Regions from separate parts of the Hordeum vulgare genome. Here region 2 is linked to region 1. A link is a contact called in public HiChIP or PLAC-seq data. All regions are on one chromosome and are shown on one strand. Each heading gives the region's core, a stretch centred on a gene start, on an enhancer-like site or on the middle of the called end of the contact. The rest is flanking DNA. Distances are from core to core; before and after follow the strand shown. Region 1 holds the start of LOC123397204 (protein IQ-DOMAIN 5-like). Region 2 holds the start of LOC123452600 (MD-2-related lipid-recognition protein ROSY1-like).

What was found. HiChIP or PLAC-seq counts read pairs in DNA pulled down with a chosen protein or histone mark.
Region 2: an H3K4me3 HiChIP or PLAC-seq map of embryo shows a contact between it and region 1, with 4 times the contacts expected there. The contact joins the promoter of LOC123452600 here to the promoter of LOC123397204 in region 1. A contact is called at or near these places in 2 of 6 Hi-C or Micro-C datasets (leaf and seedling) and 1 of 1 datasets of contacts at active chromatin or transcription factors (embryo).

What each region holds. Positions count from the first base shown.
Region 1 is chr5H:542,600,259-542,606,930 of MorexV3_pseudomolecules_assembly, reverse strand. LOC123397204 (protein IQ-DOMAIN 5-like) reads left to right here and starts at 1,965. Exons shown (of 11, transcript XM_045091844.1): 1 at 1,965-2,225; 2 at 2,315-2,453; 3 at 3,109-3,345; 4 at 3,973-4,203; 5 at 4,415-4,528; 6 at 4,980-5,451; 7 at 5,723-5,859; 8 at 6,082-6,224; 9 at 6,366-6,672. The coding sequence starts at 2,361.
Region 2 is chr5H:542,873,482-542,880,094 of MorexV3_pseudomolecules_assembly, reverse strand. It overlaps LOC123452600 (MD-2-related lipid-recognition protein ROSY1-like), which reads right to left and starts at 2,961. Exons shown (of 4, transcript XM_045129279.1): 1 at 2,785-2,961; 2 at 2,574-2,675; 3 at 1,464-1,621; 4 at 1,038-1,317. The coding sequence starts at 2,881. The coding sequence ends at 1,210.

The DNA of each region.
Region 1 (6,672 bases), core at 716-3,215:
ATGGGAGAGGGCGTGGGGAGTTATGAGGAGTCGCTTTGTCTCCCTCGCGTTCCAAGGCTTGCAGGCGCTCGCCGTGCGTGCTCAAGCGAGCTTGGCTCGCAAAAAAGGCTGATTCGGCCGTTCCTCCATAGCGAGGCCCACGCCTGCTTTGAGGTTCGTGCAGGCCATGAATTGGATGCGACCCACACAACTAAACGGGTCATATTCTTTCCGTGCGGGCCTAGCCCGACCTAATGCGAAGAACCAAACACGTCCGTAATGCATGTTATTAAACCAGGTACACATCTCTGTTTTATGCCTGGATTTGATCAGATTATTCCAGTTGAGTCACAGAAGCAAAGAGGCAAAAAAGATATAGGCTACCAAACGTGTATGCATAGGACGTGCTGCTTTTGAGCCCGAACTCAAATGAGCTCGAATGAACAGTACCTTCCAAAAACAATGGATTTTTTCTTAAAGATTCCTATATTTTATGCAACATTGATTAATGTTCTCAGTGCTCAAAAAATTTCATCACAAAATAACATTTATGAAAGTCGTAGCAAAAAAGCAAAAATGATGCTTTAAAAGTGTTATTTTTGGCAACGTTTTGGATCAGTGTTTTTTTCACGATTCTATTAATGTCATTTTTCGGTAATGCAAACACTGAGAACTTTTGTCAATGTTTTCACCTAAAAAAATTCACAATTTTTTGAAATATCTTTTGTTTATTTTATTTTGGATTTTACCTTTCAGAATTTCTTCGAATCAAAGAGCCCTAAACAGGAAGCAAAGGTAGCAGCAGGCGACAGTTAAAATTTGACCTTGGTCGGTTGGCATGACGCAGGACATAACGTGTCCCATTGATGTACCGCCCAATGATAAAGGCTTTTCCCTCACAGTTAATCAGCTTTACACTGGGAATGGATGCTTTGTTTAATACTTCCTCTGCATCTAATATTTGTTGTTGGGAGAACTAATCTAGGTTTTTCAACCAACAAAAATTTAAAAACAGAAGAAATAATGCCAGGTATTCCTTCTTTATTTATTTTTAAATTTTTTTACTGTCTAAGTAACGCCAGAAAATGAATATACGCAGCAGAATCCAGCGTGCCACTAGCATCGAGCGACTGACCAAGCAAGTGTGAGTAGCGGTTCTTAAAGTTACATGTCTCATAAAAACTCAGTTCTGACAAAGCAATTGCCACCCCCACACACACTGCTGTACTCCTCCAGTACCAAAGTCCTCCGACGTTTATCACTTTGAGGATCTCCGTGCTAGCTTTCTCGTAGTGACGCATCCAAGATTTCTGCCGAGTTGAAATACAGACGGTAAACAGAGAAAACCTGTATTTTCTTCAGTGCGCCTAACGCCGTCTCTTGGGCATATATCCTTAACCAAATGTAATCACCAAATGTTGTTGAGGACCGAACAGATGGCAATGTCAATCTAGATTAAGCTACACTAGATGCGTATCTCAACGAATTTATGTATACATTAAAAGGGAATCACACCGGCCCTGAAATCTTAGTGCCACAAAGCACGTGATCAATCAGTCCACAGTCTCGAACAAAGCCACTGACCAAAATCCAACAAAATCCGCAGCACAGGGTGAAAAAAACAACACAGCTTTCACTCTGGGGAGCGCACGGCATTGCTAAACTATGATAACTCTAAACCCAGCAGCAGCAGCAGCAGCAGCATCACCTTGTCCTAAGGCTAATCAAAGAATCTTTTGCCTGCAAGAGAAGCAGGCAAAAAAAGAAACGACACCCTGCGGTAAGAAAATAAATCATCTCGGAAGGGAGCAACAAGAAAGGGCTTTTGATTCCGACAAGCGGGTGCAGAAAGCAAAACCTGAGGAAAGCGCCGCGCTTTTCTTCCTTTCTCTCTTTGTTTGCTTGTTTATTGCAAAGAGTGGTAGTAGACTAGTAGTACAGTGTGATTTTCCTGGCTATATAATTCTGGGCCTCCTCCTCCCTGCGGCTGCCACACAGGCAGCGACTGACCGAGCGAGCGAGCCAGCAATAATTCGCACCGGCACACAGGAGCGGCAGTAATGGCCGCGTGGTGAGTGCCAGTAGCAGGCAGGCAGGGGAGCAGCGCCACTGCACTGGGCACTGGTGACGCTTCCAGCCCACGCCCTCCCTTGCCCCCCTCCCTCGCCACCTTCGCCTCCCAATCTCGCGGTGCGGCGGCGGTGCCCGGCCCCGGTTCCACCGGCGTCACAGGTGCCCGTGATCTGGTAACTCACTTTCCATGGTGATTTTTGACTTTTCTAGTCCTCTTCTCTGAGATTGCCCTCGTGCTGACGACACTTATCTGCGACTCGAGGTGGTTGCAGTGGCGGCGAGGTGAGGTGAGGTGACGCGGCGGCGGGATGAGGTGGCTCAAGTCGTTGGTTGGGCTGAGGAAGGCGGAGAGGCAGCAGCAGCAGCAGCGCCGCAAGGAGGATGGCGACGCCGGCCCAACAGTACGGGGCACTACCTCTACCTACCTGCGATTCCGCCTCTCCTTTGCTTCTCACCTCTGGGTTCATTAATTCCATTTGGTCAACTTATTACCTTATTCTGCTTGGATGTCGAAGGATCATAGCAATATTTTGCCCAGTGCTTTTTTTTTTATCATACCGTGAGAATTCATTCTTATTCTACACTAAATCTACTAATATAGGTAGCAGTTGGTACTTCTTGTATGCATTGCTTTTGCAAGTTGTAGTTGTTTGCTTGTTGCAGATCTGGGTTATATTATCCGAGCCATCCTTTGGCTCTGCACCACTGACAAGGTTAAATTTTGAGGACTGAAATTAGTCACACACAAAAAAAACTCAACTGATCTGTTGCTATGTAAGCACAATAACTATAAATTTGGAACATCAATGGATATTAGTAGTACTCCCTCTGTTCGCTTTTATAAGGCGTTGCAGATACTTCAGACAGCGTGCAAAACAGCTCTATTTCAGTTGTCTGAAACGACTTGTAAAGGTGAACGGAGGGAATAGTATCTTTACACCATCTCTGAAGATAAACATATGAGGAGGCCATGTTTCTGCTGCCACATGTTCCTTTGCTGATGTGGTATGAGAATTCCCTTGTTTGCTTACACATTCTGAACTGGGGAAATTGCAGAAGAGGGATGTCGTCGATCAGTTCCACTGCCAGGGCCAGCATTCCCAGGATCACGGTGGCCTTGTCGGACCAGAAGAGTTCCCTGATGGAAATGTTCTGTCAGAAGACGATTGCAGCACACCTTCATGCTCAGGGCCTGGTTTCAATACGCTTAGCGTGGCACTGCCTCAAACAGAAGAGGAACTCAAAGAGATCTGGGCTGCCACTATTATTCAGACTGCGTACAGAGCCCTCCTGGTATTCACCTTTTTCTCTGTAGATTTTGCCATTGTCCAGTGTGTGCTTTTTATACATTTTGAACATTCTAAAAGCTCCATGTTCCAAGCAAACCTGCACTTTCATCTCAATGTGTAGGGTTATATTAGGGGGGTTGCTATGTGTAAAACGTCTATTTAAAACAGGACCTTGTGCAGTCACTATGGTATAAGATAGAGAGTGGTTAGCTTTATGTAATGGCTATGCAGTTTCAGTAGAAGTAAGAAAAAACTACAACTGAATAATCCTGATACATGGTCCTCAAGTTTGTATATTTGATATTTGGTCTCATGCTTATAGTTGGTAAACAAAAGCACCGTCTTAACTGGTGTATAAAAGTAAAACTTTTAATTCATGGAAGTGTTATGTATATAGGTCGATGTGATACACTTTGGTACTGTGCAACAATGTTTGACGAACCATATGTTCATACTTCATATGGCTGGCAAGTTGAAGTATTAGTGCAAAGCATAATATCTTACCGACAGGTTCATCTTGTAAACAAAGAGATGCTGGAATGAAATTCAGGAATCTGCCAAGATTGCTCTAAATATCTATTTTCTTATAGGGCACTAGTACTACACTAAGTTTAACTTCATTCCTCTTCAGGCTAGGCGAGCCCGCCGAGCTTTAAAAGGACTGGTTAGGCTTCAGGCCCTTGTAAGGGGTCATATAGTGAGAAAGCAAGCTGCTATAACACTCCGGTGTATGCAAGCTTTGGTCAGGGTACAAGCCCGTGTTAGAGCAAGGCGAGTTCGTGTGGCCCTGGAAAATCAGATGGATGACCAACAAAATAATGAAGAAGAGCAAACAGACGAGGCACATGTTCGAGAAATTGAGGTAAGCTGCACACCAGTTTGCAGGGTTTTTGGTTATAATCTTCTATATTAATATTTTCGTTATGCTGCTTGCCTTGTTGGCATCCGTTCATAACTCAGAAGTTCCCCATCAGTATTACAGTTTGTATTTTTAAAAGAGGATAAATTGTAGTGCAGGTGCAGTTATTTGGCTCAGGTAGTTAACTTCCATTACCACCTTACTGAAAATGCAGGATGGGTGGTGCGATAGTATAGGGTCTGTGGAAGACATCCAAGCAAAACTGTTGAAGAGGCAGGAAGCAGCAGCCAAGCGTGAGCGGGCCATGGCCTATGCCCTTTCTCACCAGGTAACTTTATCATACGTTTTACGCGAGGATTACTCAATATTGATACTGGTAAGTGGTAACAACATGATGCTTGAACCGCGGATTTGGTGAATGCTATATATTGCACCAAACATATTGCCCTGAACCTAACTGTAGCTTCTGGATATTCAGCGTAATATGGGGAGCCTCATGCTCGCTGTTTTTGTGTATTTTGCTGCACTGCCGTCTAGTATGTTTGTTGTTGCTGCATTCCAAGTGTTGCTTTCATGAATAACATTGAAGTTAACCTTCCCTCCAAGCGAGCTATATAATTTTGGTCATCATGTTTTCCTTGCTATTCTGCTCCTCTTGATTAGCTTTTATCTGTAGTTGTACCGTGTAGGTAATATGAGACCGCTACTTGAAAAGAAGAAGGGAAAGCATCAGTGCTTCCTTTAGTGTCCCATCTGATCTTTTTTCTCTCCTTTTGCAGTGGCAAGCAGGTTCAAGGCAACATGCAACCATTACAGCTTCTGAACTAGACAGGAACAACTGGAGCTGGAATTGGCTGGAGAGATGGATGGCCGTCCGCCCGTGGGAGAGTCGGTTCCTGGGCATGTACGCAGCAGATGGAATTGCCATTGATACCGCAGCGCAACATGCTGAGGGAAATCCAACCAAGGCCCCATACAGGAAACCAGTGAAAAAGCAGGTTTCAGCTCTTCATTCAAATGTGTTGAACCAGAAGGCCCGTCCGTCGAACTCAGAGGGTGGTGGCTCCTTGTCGAACCCGTCTGCTGGTTCGGCATCGGCTAAACCAAAACGGAAGCTGCCATCTAAAGAAGGTTCTGATGAAGTCTCGTCTCGTCCTTCGGGGCTTGGTGCCCGAAGCAGTAGTAATCCTAAGGAGAGGCCTGGGCAGTTACAGCCTCGGGCCAACAAGAGGTTCTCCTTGCCTGGCACTGGTAAGTCTGAACCTTGCTCGGTTATATTTAGTGATTTTCTGCTGGTTTTCAGTAACTTTTCTTCTTCTTCGAGAAAGGCATCGGTTTTTTTTTCTGGTAAATGGCCTTGTCTAGCACAAGCTTCTCATGTGTGTGCGCTATAACGACTCAGCAGTTCAGAAATTGTAATCTCCATACTACAAGCTGTTTATTTCCATTTCCACCTTGTGTCTCAGTTTATACGGCTGTTTAAAGCTTCCAGGTAGACTGACATGCTATTGAAAATGTGCAGGCATAGAAGCTGGCAAACGCATGACGAACAAAACCACGGCAGCGGTGAACCGATCCCCCAAGGCTACCGAAAACTCCCCAGTTCCGGAAGGAAAGCACCGCCGTGCCGGTTCTGCTGATCTGTTGCTCAAGAGAGTTGCGCTGCAGACCTGAAAAGCCATCCAAAGGACCGTCAAGGTTCGAAGCCAGCAAGCTGCCGGCCATGGCTGCGCTTTGGCACTCCGATGCATTGCCGGCCTTAGACTCGGGAGGTCCATTGGAGCATTGTGCATTTATTTCTTGGCCTTATAGGTATGCAGTCAAATGCTCATCTCATCTCATGAGATAAGATCTAGCTAGTGTTTGGATATGTATGTGCAGGTCAGCTGGTGCCTCTACACTACACCTGGAGGTTGCCATAGCTTGTGCTGTGGTACTGCTGTATTTGTAGCTAAGAGCCAGTATGGACTAGCAATTTCTGGTTCTATTTTTGTGTACAATAAAAAAAAATCTGAAACTTTATGGTAACCCTGTGTTTTTCACTGGTGTGTGCTCTGTAGTCTGTACCTTGCTGAGTTTTTCTTTTTAATAACCTTGCTGAGTTGCTGGGCCATGGTGTCTGGAGGCCGAGTTTAGCAGACTGGATGGATATCTTCATTATACAGCCCATCAGACCAAATGGGCTTCGGCCCAGCAAGAAAGCCAGCTCATTCTACCCTTTATTCCTTGCCCCCACCCGACGCGACGCGTTTCGTTTTGTTTTGTTTTGTTTCCTTGCGTGAAACCGTAGCGAAACCGTCATCCATCGACGACTTCCGTCGCGCCCGAGGCAGCAGCGAGGCGCCCGAAACAACTGTCTCCATGGCGGCAACGACGACGGCGACGCCGAGGCGGGCGCCGGCCGCCTTCGTCGTCCTCCTCATCCTCGCGACGGCGTCCGGGGCCTCCGCCAGGGGCGACGGCAACGGCGTG
Region 2 (6,613 bases), core at 1,712-4,211, 270 kb before region 1:
ACTCCGAGGTTATGGCGCGGCAACGGCGACTCCTTATGGCCAGATAGAGGCGCCTAACCCTTGCTCCCCTCATCGTATCCCCTCCTCCGACAGGAACTCATCATCTGGTGAGATCCCCTCCCCATGCCTCCAACCGTGTGCCAATCACCAGCAAGAAATTTTATTTTATGGCAATTTGTTTGCTGATGAATAAATGTATTGAATGTAAGATTATATTGTTGTAGAGATAGAGAATGGAACACCACCTTCAGTTTGTCTTCTGATCCCACATTCTCTACACCATGAGTGAAATAAGATAATAGTCCACTGATCAATTCACGTAGCCTCTTTGTTTTGCTTTGCTTGTCCCGCTCAATTTCTCATCATGGTGGAATTAACAATGAACGAGTTGATTTCTCAACAAAATAGGATAGGACTGACTACATTAGTTAGTTAGCTTATTATTTTAATAAATCAAAATGATTATAAAAAGATTAAAAACGTGTGGTCTTTTTTTCTGTCGTTACAACGCATGAGCCCTTTTACTAGTAATAATAACTCTTTTTTCGTTGTGAAATTTTAAATTAGACTATATTTATTGTTCCGTTAGAACGCACAGGTATTTACCTACATACGAGGACGACAGCAGAGCCGACGTCACACCCTTTCTTGTCGCATACGAGCGCTGATGCCGTAGTAGGGACACATGCTTAACATGTATTTGCACGTATTATAACTAATCGCTGAGTCACCAGAGATAACAAAACCATCAAAGCAAGACAAAAAGGAGCTTTCATAAAAGTACAATGGACAAAGCATTTAGGTGCTTGACAGTGCGGCCCTATCTTCTCCTCTTGACAGTGCTGCTGCCTGGGTGGACAGCGCGCTAGCAGCAACCCAGGACAGGTCCTCCACGGATGGACGCCCCTGTCGGGCCATCACAGGATGAATGCCGCAGCGGCCCCAACTAACAATCATCCAAAACGCCCATGATTCGTCGAACGCAACCGCCGAATCCAACCACACAAGTATAAACACGCACAACCGACATTCGACACTCAGGAAACTGGCACCGGCAGCAAATCTGAATAAAAAGGCTCAGTCCAACACATGCTCTCTCACTCGGGGTGATTCAGAGTTCACATAGTTCTGCAGGTACATACATACAAACGTGGTGTGCTCTTTGCAACTGCAACCAAGGGCGTGTTTGGTCCGCGGCACATATTTGGTTCAGATAGTGGCGACAGGCGCGATGAACCCGATGTTGAAGCCGAAGGAGATGCAGGTCAGTTCCTCTTTCTTGTCCCCCAGCAGCTTCATCTGGAGACTGTAAGAGCCCTGAAGCACATCACAACAGCACAAAACGTCAGGATGTCTGGATGTGATATTACTTACATCAACCTACTTAGTCCGTCTCAGCACTACAAGAGAATATATTGACAGGTTCAGCACCAAAACTGAATGTACACTGCGAGTATGCTTACTGGTGGGGTGAAAGATGGCAGAGTCTGTTCGCTGGTTAGCACGAATTCGCCGGTTGCGGGACAGGGAGTCCCAGCACAGAAGTCATGAGTTTCTGAATCGACGTGGAAGAAGAAGTACCACACATCTACCACCAGCTTCCCTTTGGTGATGGTTTTATCTGTCAGGTGTAAACAGTAGTAACAATGTATTAGGGGGATTCTGAGGAAGGAATCAGCTAGAAAAAGCATTCTAGTTATAGAAAAATACTCATAAGAAGTGAAATATTGTAGACTGCGTGTGCCCATGCTTGATGCTTGTGTGTGTGTGCAGATACTAGTAGCAGATTCAAAATGTACTACTACTAAGAAGATCCAGCAGACAAACAGAATCCACAGTTCAGCAGAAATCCTAATAATTTCAATATTTAAGCCATAGCGAGCATGGTACTAACTATGAAGTGGAATCTGTAAAGTGTTTTGCAGGAACTACATGTTAGAACTCACATTTCTTTCATCTCTTGGCTATCAAATACAAGCATAGACAAACTCAAATACAAGCATAGACAAACAGAGGGAAGTGATGGAAGTAAGGCCGATAAGCATGCACACATTACTGGAATTTGCGGCCAACAAATATTGGACGCTCCACAATCCAAACATCCAGGTGCAAATAGAATGACAGTACCAGCTGCCTTGTCCAAACTCCAAAGCAGTCTTGCAGAAACACCTAAAGACAGTTTCTAACACTGTCACACGCCACAGTAGGTCCTTCACAAACTCCAGTTCATGGTTGAAAAATTGAAATGTGACGGCGCACATGACTAATTCACATATAACAGTACATGGATAGCGCCTGCGAAACCTTCAGCAGGGCAGTAATTTGATTCCTCTAAAAAGTTGATACCTCAAAAGCAAAGCAAAAGTGCATCGATTTGATAGGAGTTGACTACTGCATACACACGGAGCCACCGATCTAACTTCTGGAGTAGGCTGCTACCAGCAACAAGTCAATAACAAGGAGTACTCTACTAACAAGCTAGATTCAAGTTACTCGACAGCAGTCATGAGCACACGGCGTCGCAATTCAGCAGCCCAATCGCAAGGAGTTCAGGCTATTCGACGAAATCTTACCCGTGGAGGCGGAGATCTTGAAGGTGGCGGGCTTGCCGCGCACGACGGGGTCGGGGGAGATCTCCACGCCGCTCACCTTCACCGGATAGTGGCGGCCCTTATCTGCGGAACCAAACACCAACAGAAGCTCGCATCGCACACACAATCCGCGGAATCTCAAAAGTCAAAACGGGGATGGTTTGGCGGCGGTAGGAGAGTTCGGAGCGCTCACTGCAGTACTCGAAGTCGGCGGCGGCGGCGCAGGAGGCGGAGATCAGGAGCGCCGCGGCGAGGAGGAGCAGGTCGCGGAGGCGGCGGTTGGTCGCCATCGCTGCGGAGGCAAAGCTCTGTGGTGTGGCGTGACTAGACCGGCAGGCAGGCAGGCAGGCAGAGAGGCAGGTGGACGCGAGTCGTGTCGCTGAGGAAGTGGGCCCGGTCAATTCAAGGAGAGAGTTGTTGGCAGCAGTGTGCGTGGGGACTCCTATTCGGCGCCTTCAACGCCGCTCCGGGGAACCGGCGCTTGCAGCGCTCCTTCTCATGAACCGATCAATGTAAAAATGCGTTGATCATTAAAAAATTGAAAAAGTACAGATTTCCAAAAAGTTCCAATGATCATGATTTTTTTTTTCAACTACTTTTGAAATATGTTCATGAATTTTCAAAAAATTCACAGAATTCGAAAAAAAATCACCGATTTAAAAAAAAAATTCATCATTTTTCAAAAACAGCTCACTGATTTTGAAAAAAGTTCATAAATTTTAAATTAGGTTCATCGATTTTCAGAAAAAATTACCATTTTTTAAAACATCAATTTTTTTAAAAAGTTCTCCTATTTCAAAAAAGTTCACGTGCTAAAACAGTTCACAGGCTAAAAAAAGTTCATTAAGGATCTTTATACGGACCGACCCACAGCAGGCACTCGTTAGCAATTTTACCTGTAACCGACGTCTGTGGTGTTAAATATGGTTTGCCGTGTGTGTGTAGGCCTGATTGGGCCTTGACATTGTTCTTGCGTGCAAATTGGTTGGGATTCGGTTTGACCGGGTGGAGGCCTTCAGTTGACTTTTACAAGCCTGTCTTTTTTTTTGACATGCTCAAAACAGAAAAAAAAATGTATGTTTTACCCGACAAAAATCTGTGGTTTAGAAGTTCGATGCACTGAGGTAAAAATAATATCATTTTTTTACCATCTCTTAAAAGATCCATAGCCTTATGGTAGTTTCGAGTTCATACTTTTTAGAAAGATTATCACTTTTTAAATATCTTTTTTACAAGCCTGTCAGTTTTTCGACATGCTCAAAAGAGACAAAAATATGTGTGTTTTACCCGACAAAAATACGTGGTTTCAAAGTTTGCTGCAGTGAGGTAAAAATAGAATCATGTTTTTACCATCTCTTAAAAGATTCATAGTCTTATGGTAGTTTCAAATTCATACTTTTTAGAAAGATTTTCACCTTTTAAAGATTTTTTTACAATCCCGTCTGTTTGTTCACATGCTCAAAACGGACAAAAATTTGTGGATAAAAAGTTCGATGTAACGAGGTAAAAATAAAATCATGTTTATACCATCTCTTAAAAGATCCATGGCTATATGGTAGTTTCAAATTCATACTTTGTAGAAAGATTGCCACTTTTTAAAGATTATTTTACAAGCCTGTCTGTTTTTTGACATGCTCAAAATGGACAAAAATCTGTGGTTTAAAAGTTCGATGCAATGAGGTAAAAATAAAATCATGTTTTTACCATCTCTTAAAAGAGCCATGGCCTTATGGTAGTTTCGAATTCATACTTTTCAGAAAGATTGACACTTTTTAAAGATTTTTTTACAAGCTTGTTGTTTTTCAACATGCTCAAAGAGTCAAAACAGACAAAAATCTGTGTTTCTACACCCTACAAAAATATGTGGTTTAAAAGTTCAATGCAATGAGGTAAAAATAAAATCATATTTTTACCATCTCTTAAAATGTCCATAGCCTTATGGTAGTTTCAAATTAATACTTTTTAGAAAGGTTGTCACTTTTTAAAGATTTTTTCTCAATCAGATTCAACTTGAGTTGTGGAGTTATGATGTATACGAGATTGTGGTTAACACCATTTTGTATATCCCATGATTCTTATGTAGCTATCTGAAGTTTAATTTGAAGCCATGCGTTGGGTGTAGAATAATATTACAATAGTTAGAACATATGTTAACCATACTAGTTTTGTCTTGACTTGTGCTGGGAGATGCAAGTGCATTCCACGTTAGTCACCTTCAAATTGTAATAAGCCCATGATTTGATCTTGATTTGTTTTTCTATATTACATAGTTGTATTTTGGTTCCTTTTATCCATAATATTAGTAGATTGATCCTGAAATATATATTTTATTGTGATTATTTAAACAATATGTATTTTTGAAAAATTATGGTTAAAGTGCTATGTCGAAGACCATAACAATATCCTAAACTACTTTTATTGTCAAATAGAGGGAATAGTTGCTATGTTGAATAAATTCATCAAGATTGTGTTGCTTGTTTTTTGTGATAGATGTCATGTGGATAAAAATAAATACTTAAATGAATATCATTGTGTTATTTAAATTATAATGGAGTTAGAAACAGACCCAGATTAGGTGATCGGGGGGCACACAAACACATGGCGCGGCACCACCTGTCCATGTGACTCCTTGGTGGCCCACCTTCAATATTTTTTGGTTTCCATATTTTTATATTCCAAGTATATTTTCAAAAATACTCATTCAATTCCAAGATTTTTTATTTCGGCACAACAACAAAACTATGGAAATTCTGCTCAAAGCAACTTTAGTACGGATTAGTTTCATTCAAATCATGCAAATTAGACCTCAAAATAAGAGCAAAAGTGTTTGGAAAAGTGTAGGTAAAAAGGCATTACAGCTCATCCGAAGAATACACGACAATAAAATCAAGTTGTTTGTTACTACAAATTGAGATTCCACGTGTATCTTGCGAGGGAATCATGGTTGTATAACGAATTGGTTTTAACACCTTTCATGAATTATGACAAGCCAACTTTGTTCTGTGTTAATTTAGTCACATGTGCATACAAATGATCTCTTTTTTTTGTCAATGCTGCCGTATAGGATTTTTCTTGGCCTGATCAAACCATACCCGTTGCACTCTCAACTAGTTAAATTTGACATTTACAAAATCTTGTCAAACAGAATAACAACGATGTGCTATCTTACGAGATTCGAGTCTTAAGTCGACAACTGCAAGAAGTTCCTCTACGACGATGATGCAAGTGACTCGCCCTCGCAAAGCCGCTTTGGTCCATATTCAAATGACATTAGTCATGCTGCAACTATTGTTGGTCCATATTCAAATGACATTAGTCATGCTGCAACTATTGATAGTACGGCAATCGATCCCATAACCTGGTCTCCCAACTAACACCGTGAGACCGGTAAAATAGGAAATCTATCAAGGGCAAACATTTACCTTGCGCATAGTCCACTTGGGCTAGATGATGACGATCTTGTCCTCCTCAAGATGGACCACCTTTTTTTATTGCGCCGACTCGATGAAGACTAGTAAATTTTTCCCGATACTCCACTATGGATGAGCCTCTCCTCGACACATCTTGACATGTCCATTATCACCTAATGGATGACAAGCTACAAGCAAGTGGTATCTTTGTGATGCTTCACTTTAACTTGCACACCCCAACCTTGATGACTATCACCACTTGATGTCATCCACCATGGCTTGTACGTGATCTTTCTTTTGATGCATGCCCATTGAAACATACCTAATCCCACAAGTAACACTCACAAAGATCATGGTTAGTATACAAAGTGTAATGGACAATACTTACCATACCATGAGATCACTTGATACCACTTGGTACATCTTCTACGCTGTGTGTGTTGATCAACTTGAATCGCTCTTTGCCATAGTCTTTATCAACCTTGCATGTTATCTTCTCTCTTTACATAGGTGATGTCTTGAAGGTAAGCATGAATGTTCACACAATCTTCTTCTTTAAGACATGCTTGCAATAAGCTAAACTCTCACATGATCAATCTTTGGATAAATCCT